Linked DNA regions of Rattus norvegicus: all the other regions are linked to region 3. The links are chromatin contacts, called in public Hi-C maps. All regions are on one chromosome and are shown on one strand. The core of a region is the stretch at or near the end of the contact, and the rest is flanking DNA. Distances in the headings are between cores, read along the strand shown. Region 1 has its middle 230 kb from the start of Ets1. Region 2 overlaps Ets1 (ETS proto-oncogene 1, transcription factor). Region 3 overlaps LOC102552355 (a long non-coding RNA gene).

Region 1 (3,674 bases), core at 430-2,929, 89 kb before region 3:
GACAGAAAAGAAAGAAAAAAAAACAATTCAGTTCCTTGCCATTTCAGCTCAATAATTTTGTCTCCTCCTCAACTAATGCCCTGCCCTGCCCTCACCTATGAGAGCCTCCTGTATATTGAACAAGGAAGGCATTTGCCACCAATACTGCAACCTGACATCTAGAGTCTTAAAGCCTCACAGGCTTTCTTCACACTTAAAACGATCTTCAAAACCACTGTTCAGGGTCTTCAATCGAACACAGCATGCACTTGTTTTTTGTTTGTTTGTTTGTTTGTTTGTTTGTTCTGTTTTTCTTGGGTCTGGAGACTGAGCATGGATCCTGAATATGTAAGACAGGCACTTTATACACTGCGCCATCTTCTGAGCCCAACACCCATGCCTTTGTTTTCCATGGTAGCAAAGGCAAAGAAACCGATACATTCTGGAAAATCTACCTTAGTGGATTAAATCATCGTTTGATGTTTACAGGCTCAGTGTGAGTATGTTAAGGGTGGTGGGAGCATTCCAGTCTGCCCACCAGGGGCTGCTAGACATCAGATAAGTTCTAAAGAGAATGATGTGAAAATGGTAAATGGGAGCTGAGAGAAAGGCAGTCAAAGAAGAGGCTGTTGCCCTGGAAAGGCAAGTAGCCCTTCAGCAAAAGAACTCATAATGAACCATTGTGAGCTTAGCTGCAGTGTTTGTGAATGGAATGCTTTCTGTTGAATGAATGGCTGCTGTTCTATAATTCACAAAGTCTGACTCAAAACAGGCCGGGAGGTACGAGCATGTCTTAAGTGTGCACTGCACACGTTTCCCGTCCTGTCACCCACAGTCACTTGGGTTTACTCTGTAGCTCAGACGTTAGTAAGCCACAGCCAGGTTATAGGAGAAATCCAGCCATCTATAACCTAACCAGATAATTGTCTGCCACCTCTTTTCCACGCTGATAAACGTTCCAACTGGAGGACTGAGCTCTCCTGGCCAATGAAGATTCCTTCAATTAGAGCTTCCTTTCCATCGGGAAATCGCACGGCACTCAGTTTTAGAATCCTCACATTCAGAGACCTAGAAAAGTTCATTTAGTTTTTTCTTCTGTTTCCTTCGTGAAGAAGGCTCATCAAATTCATAGGGAAATACGATAAAACAACCAATGATTCCAACTTTCAAAGACAGACACACTGCTTTGTGCTTCTAGTCCTATGTGCCTGTGTCCCTTACATTTATGAAGTCTCATGCTGCCTTGCCACTGCACCCACAAGCCCCTCCTCTTAATCTGTCCTCTCCAAAAGCAGCAGTACGGCTGACCCTAATTCTGTGACGAGGTGCACAGTACACAGTGTTCCCTAACAGCGCGCATGCAGATTCTCTTCAGGGAATAGACTTTATGTAAACAGAGATATCCAGAAGTTACATTATAGCCTCATTCTTGAGATAAACTTCTGCTTAATCACTGATCCTTCCAGGAATAAGAAAAAAGATGCAAATAAATCGCTCTGCTATTCGTAAATTTAATATTTAATCTTCATTTTCTTCTCGTGCTGGGAAGTCTGTCACAAAAGAGAGAATGGAGAGCAGAGGAGGAACTAGGAACAAAACAAAGAAAAATACTTTGTGTCCCAGTTCCCCACAAGTCTCCTAAGCCTGGCTTTAGACTTGTCTTCCTAATCGAGACGCTAGAGGGAGTCAAACCCAGGAATCTGCAGACGATCCCCCAGCTGAACAGCAAGGGCTGCTGTTACACCTTTCTCTTTAAACAACTGCTCCTTAGCTTGCTTGGCCCAGAAAAACGCCCAATCTGGAGTGCCGTGCCTTTCTTACTCTGAGGTTACTATTTCTAAAAATAGTTTTCTGAAAAATCTCTCTAGTGGGCTGGGAAGCACGCAAGTAGAGTGTGGGGTCCGGAAGTGCACGGTTCTGCTTCAGCAGAACCCTGCAGGCTGGGGGTAGGACAAGAACTGTAGCCAAGAGCACCAAAAGGGGTCGTGCCCTAGATTGAGAGTGTGCCTTTGGGGTTCAAACAGGCTATTCTCACTGGCCCTTGAGGAAGCAAAATGTTGGCTGTGAGCTTGGAGCCCCGAGGTGAACGCCATGCAGCTCCTAGACCTGACTTCCCCACCACACACAAACCACACAGAGCACAATGGTGCTGCACAGGACCCCGGTGAGTGTCACCTCTAAATGATACAGTGGCACATGAAGGAGGTTTTTACGCACCTCTGCTGGTCTTCCAACCACTCAGTGTTTCGAGAGTGGCATGGGCGTTAGAGAGAATTCCAGATACGGTCCAAGATGGGAGGAGACAAAGCCAGGTTGGGGATTCCACCCATTTTCTCTCTTCTGGTTTTGTCTCTGGTCACATTTCCAATTCCTAGGAGAATAGTACCACTAAGTTTGGAGCCCTTTTGGTTTTGTTTGGATTTGCCCTAAAAATCCCCCAAAGGCCAAAAGTAGAGAACTCCTCTAGTGTTCTGGCCCTTTGGGGTGTGTATGGGGTGGGGAATACTTTGGGCATTCTTATTTTGGATGTCTCCAAACCGTACAAAGCAGAGACCCAGCCTTGCCTCCCGTTTTCTTCTGTTACCAGATTTGGCGGATGTTAAAGAGTTAAATTTAGCGTCCTTCAATGTCTTGAGGAGGCCTCTAGGAGCATGTGTGTGTCAGGCTTCAGCATTTAAGTCTTGGGTACACAGCGGTCACACAAAGCTGAAGGAGTTCAACTACCTGCCTGAAACAGACTCCAGGTCAGGCCCAGAGCTATTCCAGTCTCCAGCCATCCTCCCAAGAAAGACACTACAGGACAGGGCTGGTCTATTTCCCCGATGAATTCATGAGAGACTTTCTTTGGTCTGTAAAGGTTCTGGGAAAGTCCACTGTCTGAACTTTCAGAATTCTTGCTAAAGTGAATGCATCCCGACCGAGCCTTTCTGATAGGAATATCAGTCTTGACATTATAAAACTGCTGAGGTTCGATACCAGCTCAGTTCATATGTAACTGACTGCAAACCAAGGATCAAACTTCTCCAATCACAATCACCACCACCACCACCACCACCACCACCACCACCACCACCACCACCACCACCATCAAACAAGACTTTCGGGGGAAATAATCTGCTAGGTTTTTTTTTCTGGTTTAAAAGTTCCATGATTTCTGTCTCTTTCTAGAAAAAAAATGTGAAATGTTCTATCTGCTGGCCTAAAAGTCAAAAGAGAGAAGCCTAAGTTATATGCAGACAAGCCTGGGGTGCCTAGCTGTACCGTGTAGGAGGAAGACACTTTAGAAGGAAACACATTTCATTTTTTCTGCCTGATATGGTTATCTCTAAGGCTGGCACCCATGCAAACAAGATGAGGGTGCAGAGGAAGGGGAGGGGGGGACACGTTTCCAAATGTCAAATGTTGAGCGAGGGCTTTGAGCTCTGACAATTGAGGCTTCCGGTAACTTTGGTCTCCACCTTTGTGGAGAGAGAGAGAGACAAGGAGGGGTAAGAAGGAGAAAGTTGAACATGTTCCTAACAATGAGACAATTATCATGTAGGTCTGAGGCAAAGATCAGGCCCATGATACCTGACTTACTTGCAAGTAATCTGGGACTCTCCCCTTACTATGTCTTTAAGAAAATCCCTGGTTAGAACTCTGAAGTGAACCTGAACTTTAGACCATGTGATTCTCCCGTGTGGCTCTTACATAAA
Region 2 (3,689 bases), core at 897-3,396, 110 kb after region 3:
TTCTGGGTAGGTAGGGTTGACTCCATTAACCTGATACGGTTTCACATCCTCTGTAAGAAACACACCAGAGAATAAAATAAAGATAGCATGCACGTGACAACTGACCTACGCGGATCTTACCCACAAGGACCCTGATAATCTCAACATTTTCTTTTATACGGAGTCTGCAAGCCCACAGCGGGAGTTGGTGTCTTGGTTGCCTGAACACAGCTTTATCTCAGGATGACATCAGAAAAGTATGGCTGAGTTTAGCATTTCAATAGCTGTGAAATGGGACTAGTCCACTTATCTTGGGAGGAAACCCATTGGGCAATCACTGAGGGTTGAGAAAAACCAGCAGCCCTCAGCCTTGGTATCTCGGTGTTTCCCTTCAGGGAACTGAATCTTCAGGCTCCAGTCTGGGGATGCCTCAAGGACCATGATCAGAACCTAGCATTTAAACCGATCAACTGAAAACCATTTCAGAACACATTGCAGTCTTTGGGCAAGTAGGTATTTGTATCTTCCACTTTTTCAGATATTTGGATTTTTTTTTTTTAATCTGCTTTTCTCTTTGTTCTTGGAATTCAAGTTCAGGCCCAGACAAGAAGCAGGACACTGGTAAGGTGACTCCGCTCAGTGAACCGTGAGAAGCAACACAGCCAAACTGCCTCGATGCCAACTTCCTTGCGACTCAGAAAGAAATAAAGAGAAAGTGTAGCGGGGAGCAGAACTGTCATGGTGGGCTCAGAGTACTCTGGCTACCCTAGAATCAAATGCCTGAGCTGCTGACTGCATTGCTTTGCAAAGATCAATTGTAAAGGGAGACTGCTGATACAGTTTTTCCTCAGGTATCTGCTAGCCTGCCGAGAGCAAAGGCTGATGGGAAAACAAGTTTATGCCTGTACTCAAAAAGAGGAAAAAAAAAGTTCCCAGTTGAGATAAAATGATTAAACTCTGCTTGAGTGGCTTATCAGATTAAAACATCCCCTGCACCTTTGGCCTACAGCTCCACCCCGAGCAGCTATGTTCTCTGGCTGCCATGCTGCTCAAGTGAGATCACAGAAAGGACGCTGTTCTGCCTACAAGCATCCTGATCATCCACTCAGAAAGGTGAATCCCCAGAAAGACAGTCTTACTGCCTCAAGCGATGGGACACCGGCTGGGGTGACAGAATTGCCTCCTCACACGGACTCAATTACACTGTACTGCACTTCAGTTCCCTGACGGTACTCCCCTGCATAGAAGCAGTCCACAGTCTAATCCTGTCTTAGTAGCAGTTCCCTGTGAACGCACATTAGCACAGCAAGAACACTGGGTGGGAAGTGAAATTAAAACAGACTTAGAAGTAAAGTTTAACGTGTTGATCACTAATTGAGGGTAATTCCGAGAAAGAAAATCTATTTGGCAGCCCTTCAGAATCAAGGATATGAATGGACCATGGCCAGTGACAGACTGAGAGTACCCCCAGCTCCTGGTACACCCACTGTGGGAATTCATTCTGAGTTCAGAGAAGCATTGTATTGACAGACTATGTTTGGTTTCATGGTCTGGTGCAACCTGCTGTTGTGTTCAGAAGGCAGCACCAAGCCAGCGCTTTGAGGAGTCTACCACATCTTTCTTTTCCTCTTACGAGCAGGTCACTCAAGTCAGTGCCTAGTGGGGTCAGCACCAGTACAGTTCCTAGAGCTGTTGTCCTGTCCTGAGTAGCAGCACCCAGAGAGACCCACCAAGTCCTTAAATGTGTTCATCCGCTGATCATTTTCAATGAGAAGCTGAGGCAAAGGAACGCACATCACATTCACGTGCCCAGAGGAATGGGACCTGGGTCTCTCCTCAGTCCTGAGACTGAGGCATACTCTTAAACAAAGGAAGGTCTTACGAGGAATGAGCTCTGTGCCCTACCCCCAGTGACTGTGCCTAGAGCTTGAGGCTGGTGACCACAGGGAAAGGGTGGGCCTGGTTACAGAGGGCAGCAGGCTTCTAGGCTTACAGTCAGCTGTAGGGCACTGCTGACTGCTGGTAACTGCAATTTATTTTAAGAAGAAATTTAGACAAATAAGCACAGAAACACCCAAGTTTGCCACCCGCTGCTGTTGCTATACTCAGCCGGTGCTACGGGACATGAGTCACTTGGTCCAAAAAGGTTAGAAGAGGCCAGTAGAGGAGGCTGTGTCATTAAAAGGTTGCAACACCACGTCCTGATATAACCCTAGCTTTGGCTCGGAGTGTAAAAGGTGTTCTACACCGCCATAATGCCAAACCAGCAACTGGCAGAGACATTTGTCGTGCTAATGAGCATGGAAAAGCTGTATTCTCCTGTTACCAGAGGATACGTCATAGATCAAGGGAGTATATGTTAAAGTTTCTGGAGTAGATAAAAACACCTGTTTCTTAAATCCAGATTTATTTAAGTCCAGGCACTGTTTATTCAAATAATGTATGGGTCTACAAAAATAACATGGAGTGTATACAGGAATCTAAAGTACAGTCTTGCTTAAAAATTAAAATATGAACTCCTAAGGCATAGAGGAGCCAGCATGTACTGAGCTCTTGCTTTGCACCAAACACATCCCCACAGACCATCTATGCCATGGCTGAACACCTACAGGCAAAAGCAAGAACATCCCACCATCCGGCCAGCTCTTCTCCTACTTTTAGAGAAATGCCCCCCTCCACTTCCCTACCCCATTGTTTCCACACATTTTACCTTTCTGCAGGATCTCTAGATGCTCCCACAGGATATCCCCCACAAAGTCTGGAGCCAGCTCGAGGAAGCATTCTTTACCCAGGGCACACAGTGCTGCTCCATTCATACAGAACTTCTGGAAGTCCACACCCTTCAGGCTGAACTCATTCACAGCCCACATCACCCAATCCCGGACATGGGTTTCTGTCCACTGCCGGGGGTCTGAGAAGAGAGAGGCCAAGTGAGGATACAGTGGGTCAGGCTGAGGGAAGGCAGGAAGAGATGGGACAGGGCTGAGGACGCTAGTGACTCTCACACCCAGGGAGCAGCATCTTGTCCAGGACCTCTCAGATTTCTTTCCCCATATCTAGCACCCCACTTGCCCTATTTTGTCAGATAGGAGGAGCTAAAGTCAGCCAAGAGTAATTCCCTGCTTTTTTTTTTTAAGACCAAGATTTCCACTGATCTCCTCTCTCACCCTTATCCCATTAAAAAAAAAAATTTAAAGCCCCCAGATAAGGGAATATGCCTTCTTTAAGGGCAATAATAACAGTGTAAAGTGTTTTCCACAAATTCTGCATGCCCCCGTCTGCTCTCAGCTCTGCGACACACTTGAGGATTTTATACTCGATTATTCTTATCTTAGCCACTTAGGTTTTACAATAATCCCAGCAATTAGTAATGACAAGCCATTCGAGTGTCATTATTTGTGACCACAGGCCCAGCTTTGAGTAGCAGTGATATCATGAAATCCTCATACCTGGCCTAAGGTTTGACAGAGCTGTATCTGTCAATGACACCAAAACGGTGCACGTAAGTGATGCCTGGACCAAAAGTAACTGCACAAGGTGCTGGAACACCCAGGGCTCAGAAGTCATTTTGCTCGCCTTCTGGTCCACAAAGGATGCTTGGGGTTGTGGTCCACTCAGGTTTGGAGTAGAGTTGTAAACAGAAGAAGAAGAAAAAATGCAAAGATGTATTCTAAGAATGTAACCAGCTCTTCGGTCTGGCCATGCTGGAA
Region 3 (3,645 bases), core at 488-2,987:
GAACACACCGTGTTGTCTTTTTTGTGTGACTATCCATTTCCCCATTCTAAGGTTTTTGTAAATTTTTGTCTGTATTTTTTTCTACCTTGGGATCTAGTCCCAAGTCATATACACTACAAAGGCTTAATAAATGTTTCTGGAATCCAGATTTCTTTCGCTCCAAATCTCAGGTACTTTCCACTCCAGTAGATTTCCTTCCTATTCTCTACAACTCCCCAAAATTTGAGCTAGATCAAGTAGAAAACCTTATCTATAGGACATGTATGTTGAAATCGCTACCACTCTGGGTGGTACCAAAGTCCGTATTTTCTAGCACCTCCATATTGAAAAAGTTCAATTTATAAATTGAGCATACTAACAATAATAACTAATAATAAAATAAGACAATAATATCAGTAGACTGATAGGAGTTATATAAAATATATGAACTCATTGTTTACTTCTGGAAATTTTCCATTTAATAGTTGTGGACCTTGCTTAATATAAGTAACAAAAATCAAAAAGTCAAGTGTGGATAAGGAATGACTCCTGAATTGATTTTTACAGACTTCACTCATGAGACCAAAGTTACACATTCTCTCCAGAATCTCCATTAACACATGGGCCCTTAAGTAAAAATGTAATGTCATACACTGTACATCGAATATGTTCTGTATTATTTGCTTTGATGACTAGCTTTAAGGTCCAAAATGACACAAAATTCTCAGCCTCCCATGAATCCTGCAGCAGAGCAAAGAGGGGTGAGGAGAAAGTGCCTCACTTCTCCCTACTGCTACGCTGATCCTAAGTTCCGGCTCCATCTACCAGCCTACAATGTAAAGAGCAGTCCCTTGGTCATGCTTGAAGCCTATGAGCTGTATATGATTAACATCCCCCACCCCAAGGCACACACCCTAGAAAGATGCCCGGGGAAACCCTAGAAATGCACCGCTGCTCATTTGGCCAAGGAAATCCGGGATCACAAGTACCCAAAGTGCCACTTAGAAAATGTGACTGGCCTGAGTTCCCGGAAGTTCCCGGAAGTTAATCAGACCTGGTTCTGGAAAACAACACCCCGTTGCCAACGCTGGGGTGGCGCTCATTTCCCCTTCCTTTTAGTTCAAACAAAAGCCAACTTGATTTGGAAATGACCACCAGAGTATGGCTTCCATTCTTCCTTCATTTATGATGAAGCTGAATTCTTTCAACTGCCCAGTTCCTGTCGCCAAAGATGAGGCAACGCACAATCCAGCCCGCTTGTCGTGAGGGCTAAGTGAGGAGAAAGCTGGTTAGTGGTCTCTCTCCATCCTTGTTGCTGAGATAGTAGATACGAGGAGGGAGAGAGTTTCAGGTGCCAACAGCCTGGGCCAGCAGTCTGGTTTTCCACTGTTTTCCCTGATAAAAGAAAGGTGGGTGGGTGCAATGGGGAAAACCATATGTTTTTATCCTTGCCAGAGAGTTTCCATTTGATTTGGGGGCAAGAGGCAAAGAAAACACTAGGAACCTAGTCGTCCACATGGTAAAAAGCAGTTTGTGCAGGGCTCTGGGTATTCTTTGATGCTGCCTCCAAGTTTAAAAAGAAAGACCCCCCCTCTCTGACAAATTATATAAAGTTCGAGAGAGTGCTTCTTGACATAGGCTGCAAACAAGGCCAGCAGTGACAGGAGACAGCAGACACGGGGCTGGGTGTGGGCTCTGCCTCACTCTGCCTGGACTCTTGTCTAGAGCAAACAAGCCAGGTCATGGGAGAGATACATCCAAAACAAATAGGAATGAAAGCCATGAGCTGTGTGCTCCCAGAAAGCACTTGTCCCCTGAACACTCTCTCTAAACCTCAAACACACCAGGCTCCCAGTTGTGATCCCATTGTGATTCCCATTGTGTTACATTATTAGATTCACTGGTTTTTAATGTAGTTGGAGGCTTTCAGTAGTCAAACTCCTAAGGCCTTACATCTGGGAGCCACTTGGGTCAGATAGTGACTACTGGGATCTCAGAGGTTGTTTCCCTTCTCTCGTACACAGCAGCAAATAAAGGATATTTGCGGAGTGTTCCCTGTGGTCTCGGTCATATGCAAACATTCTAAGTCAGCACATAAATGTGAGAAGATTAAAACAGAAACATGAAGGATTTCATAAGATGATTGCATGGCTGTTCGGTTGTGCCTTTCTTTCCTGTGGTGGGTCCTTTGGTTCAGCATTGTTCTGGTGCGTAGTGAGTACCGTTCCCATTGCTATAGCTCTCTCAGACAGAGGACATTGGCACCCACATGATAACAGCCAAGGTTCGTCATGTCCTCCTTTAACAACTGTGTGTGTGTCTTCATCTGTCTCATGGATATGTGAAGTATTAATTACACATGCTCCTGTTTCTCAGAACATGGGATTCTTTTTCCTCTAGCGGTGGACCTGATTTTCAGGAAAACTGGTCAGCGGCAGCCTTCCATTTCTGCTGAAGTTCTTGCTCTCTGGTCTTGACACAAACAGAATCTGGAGAAGATGGGAACTGGAAGAATTGATTGAAAAGTAATGGTGTCTTGGTCCCTAGACCAGGCCAGTTTGGAGTTTGGTGGCATATTTCTTAGATAAATTTTCTTCAAAACAATTTAAAATGTTAATTTCATTTACTGAGTCCTAAACTATCTTGTATCTTGTGTCTATGACATATCACAGAGAGGCGGGATCGTTCATAGTAAAGAAACTGAGATTTCGCTTCAGTCTGGAAAATATGAATTATATTTCTCCATTAGATAATAAAACTATATCCAGGAGAAATAGCTTAACCCAGAAACAGAGAGGCAGCAACATCTAATCTGTATTAAGAGGGAAAATAATTAGCTTTGTTTTTGGCCAAGCCATAGCCTATAAGAAAATATAGATATTTTTGCTCATTACGCAACCCCCCCAACCTAACCTAAAATATTTAAAAATTGTGTTTTCTATCTCTTGTCCTTGTTTTCTGTTCCTCCTTCCAAAATGTCTTATTATGTGTGCACATGCATGTGTGTGCGTGCGTGCACACACAGACACACACACACACACCACAAACACACACACACACACAGACACTACTTGGTGGTATTTACTAGCCCTGTGTATAATGTTCTTTCGCTGTATTAAGAGATAAGTTTCCTGAGGAGAGAGGTCAGCAAGCATCTCTGATCCAACTATAAACTGCAGTCTCGGGCAGCTTCAAGCACAAGCATAAACTTAATAAATATTTGGTCTGTGGAGGGAATGAGATCAGTGGGTGGGATGTGGCATTGTATATGTAAACCTTTCCCTTGGGCATCTTAGACTTTTACTCACAACTTTATCCCCAAATATACAGAAAACATGGGAAGATGCGATGACTCCTTGTCTAAATTCAAGGGCATAGGAAGAAAAATAAGAAACATGGAGTGTCTACTGAGTACTTACAGTTTCTTTACATGCATTTCATCTTATTTACCTTCTCAGGTAAATTAGTAAAGATACTGAGCTATATTTTATTTGCCTGAAGTAGATAAGTACCGCACACTCATCAAGAAAACCTAGGTTCAGAAAGGTGTGGTTGCTTCATGAGACACACAGCTGCCATGGCTGCAGCACCTTTGCTGGCTCAGGCTCAGACCTTGCCTCTGATGTGTCCGAAGAATCTGAGTCATCTTTCATTGTACTAAAATGA

What was found. A called contact is a pair of places that touch in the nucleus more often than the background predicts.
Region 1: a contact with region 3 is called in a Hi-C map of liver, with 5 times the contacts expected there. The contact joins two enhancer-like sites. A contact is called at or near these places in 7 of 12 Hi-C or Micro-C datasets (the A7r5 cell line, the Rat2 cell line, Schwann cells and 3 more).
Region 2: a Hi-C map of liver shows a contact between it and region 3, with 2.2 times the contacts expected there. The contact joins two enhancer-like sites. A contact is called at or near these places in 2 of 12 Hi-C or Micro-C datasets (kidney and liver).

Annotation. Positions count from the first base shown.
Region 1 is chr8:39,590,891-39,594,564 of GRCr8, reverse strand. No RefSeq gene overlaps it. Among named protein-coding and RNA genes, the nearest start is that of Ets1, 230 kb to the right of the region's middle. Within about 2 kb of position 1,679, at least 29 of the 93 cell types and tissues checked have an H3K27ac peak or open chromatin away from gene starts, as enhancers often do. A contact at or near this core is called in liver, where this site is marked.
Region 2 is chr8:39,397,043-39,400,731 of GRCr8, reverse strand. Ets1 (ETS proto-oncogene 1, transcription factor) reads right to left here. Exons shown (of 8, transcript NM_012555.2): 3 at 2,690-2,890; 4 at 1-50. Among named protein-coding and RNA genes, the nearest start is that of Ets1, 35 kb to the right of the region's middle. Within about 2 kb of position 2,146, at least 9 of the 93 cell types and tissues checked have an H3K27ac peak or open chromatin away from gene starts, as enhancers often do. A contact at or near this core is called in liver, where this site is marked.
Region 3 is chr8:39,502,368-39,506,012 of GRCr8, reverse strand. All of the region lies in intron 2 of LOC102552355 (a long non-coding RNA gene), which reads left to right. Among named protein-coding and RNA genes, the nearest start is that of Ets1, 140 kb to the right of the region's middle. Within about 2 kb of position 1,737, at least 4 of the 93 cell types and tissues checked have an H3K27ac peak or open chromatin away from gene starts, as enhancers often do. A contact at or near this core is called in liver, where this site is marked.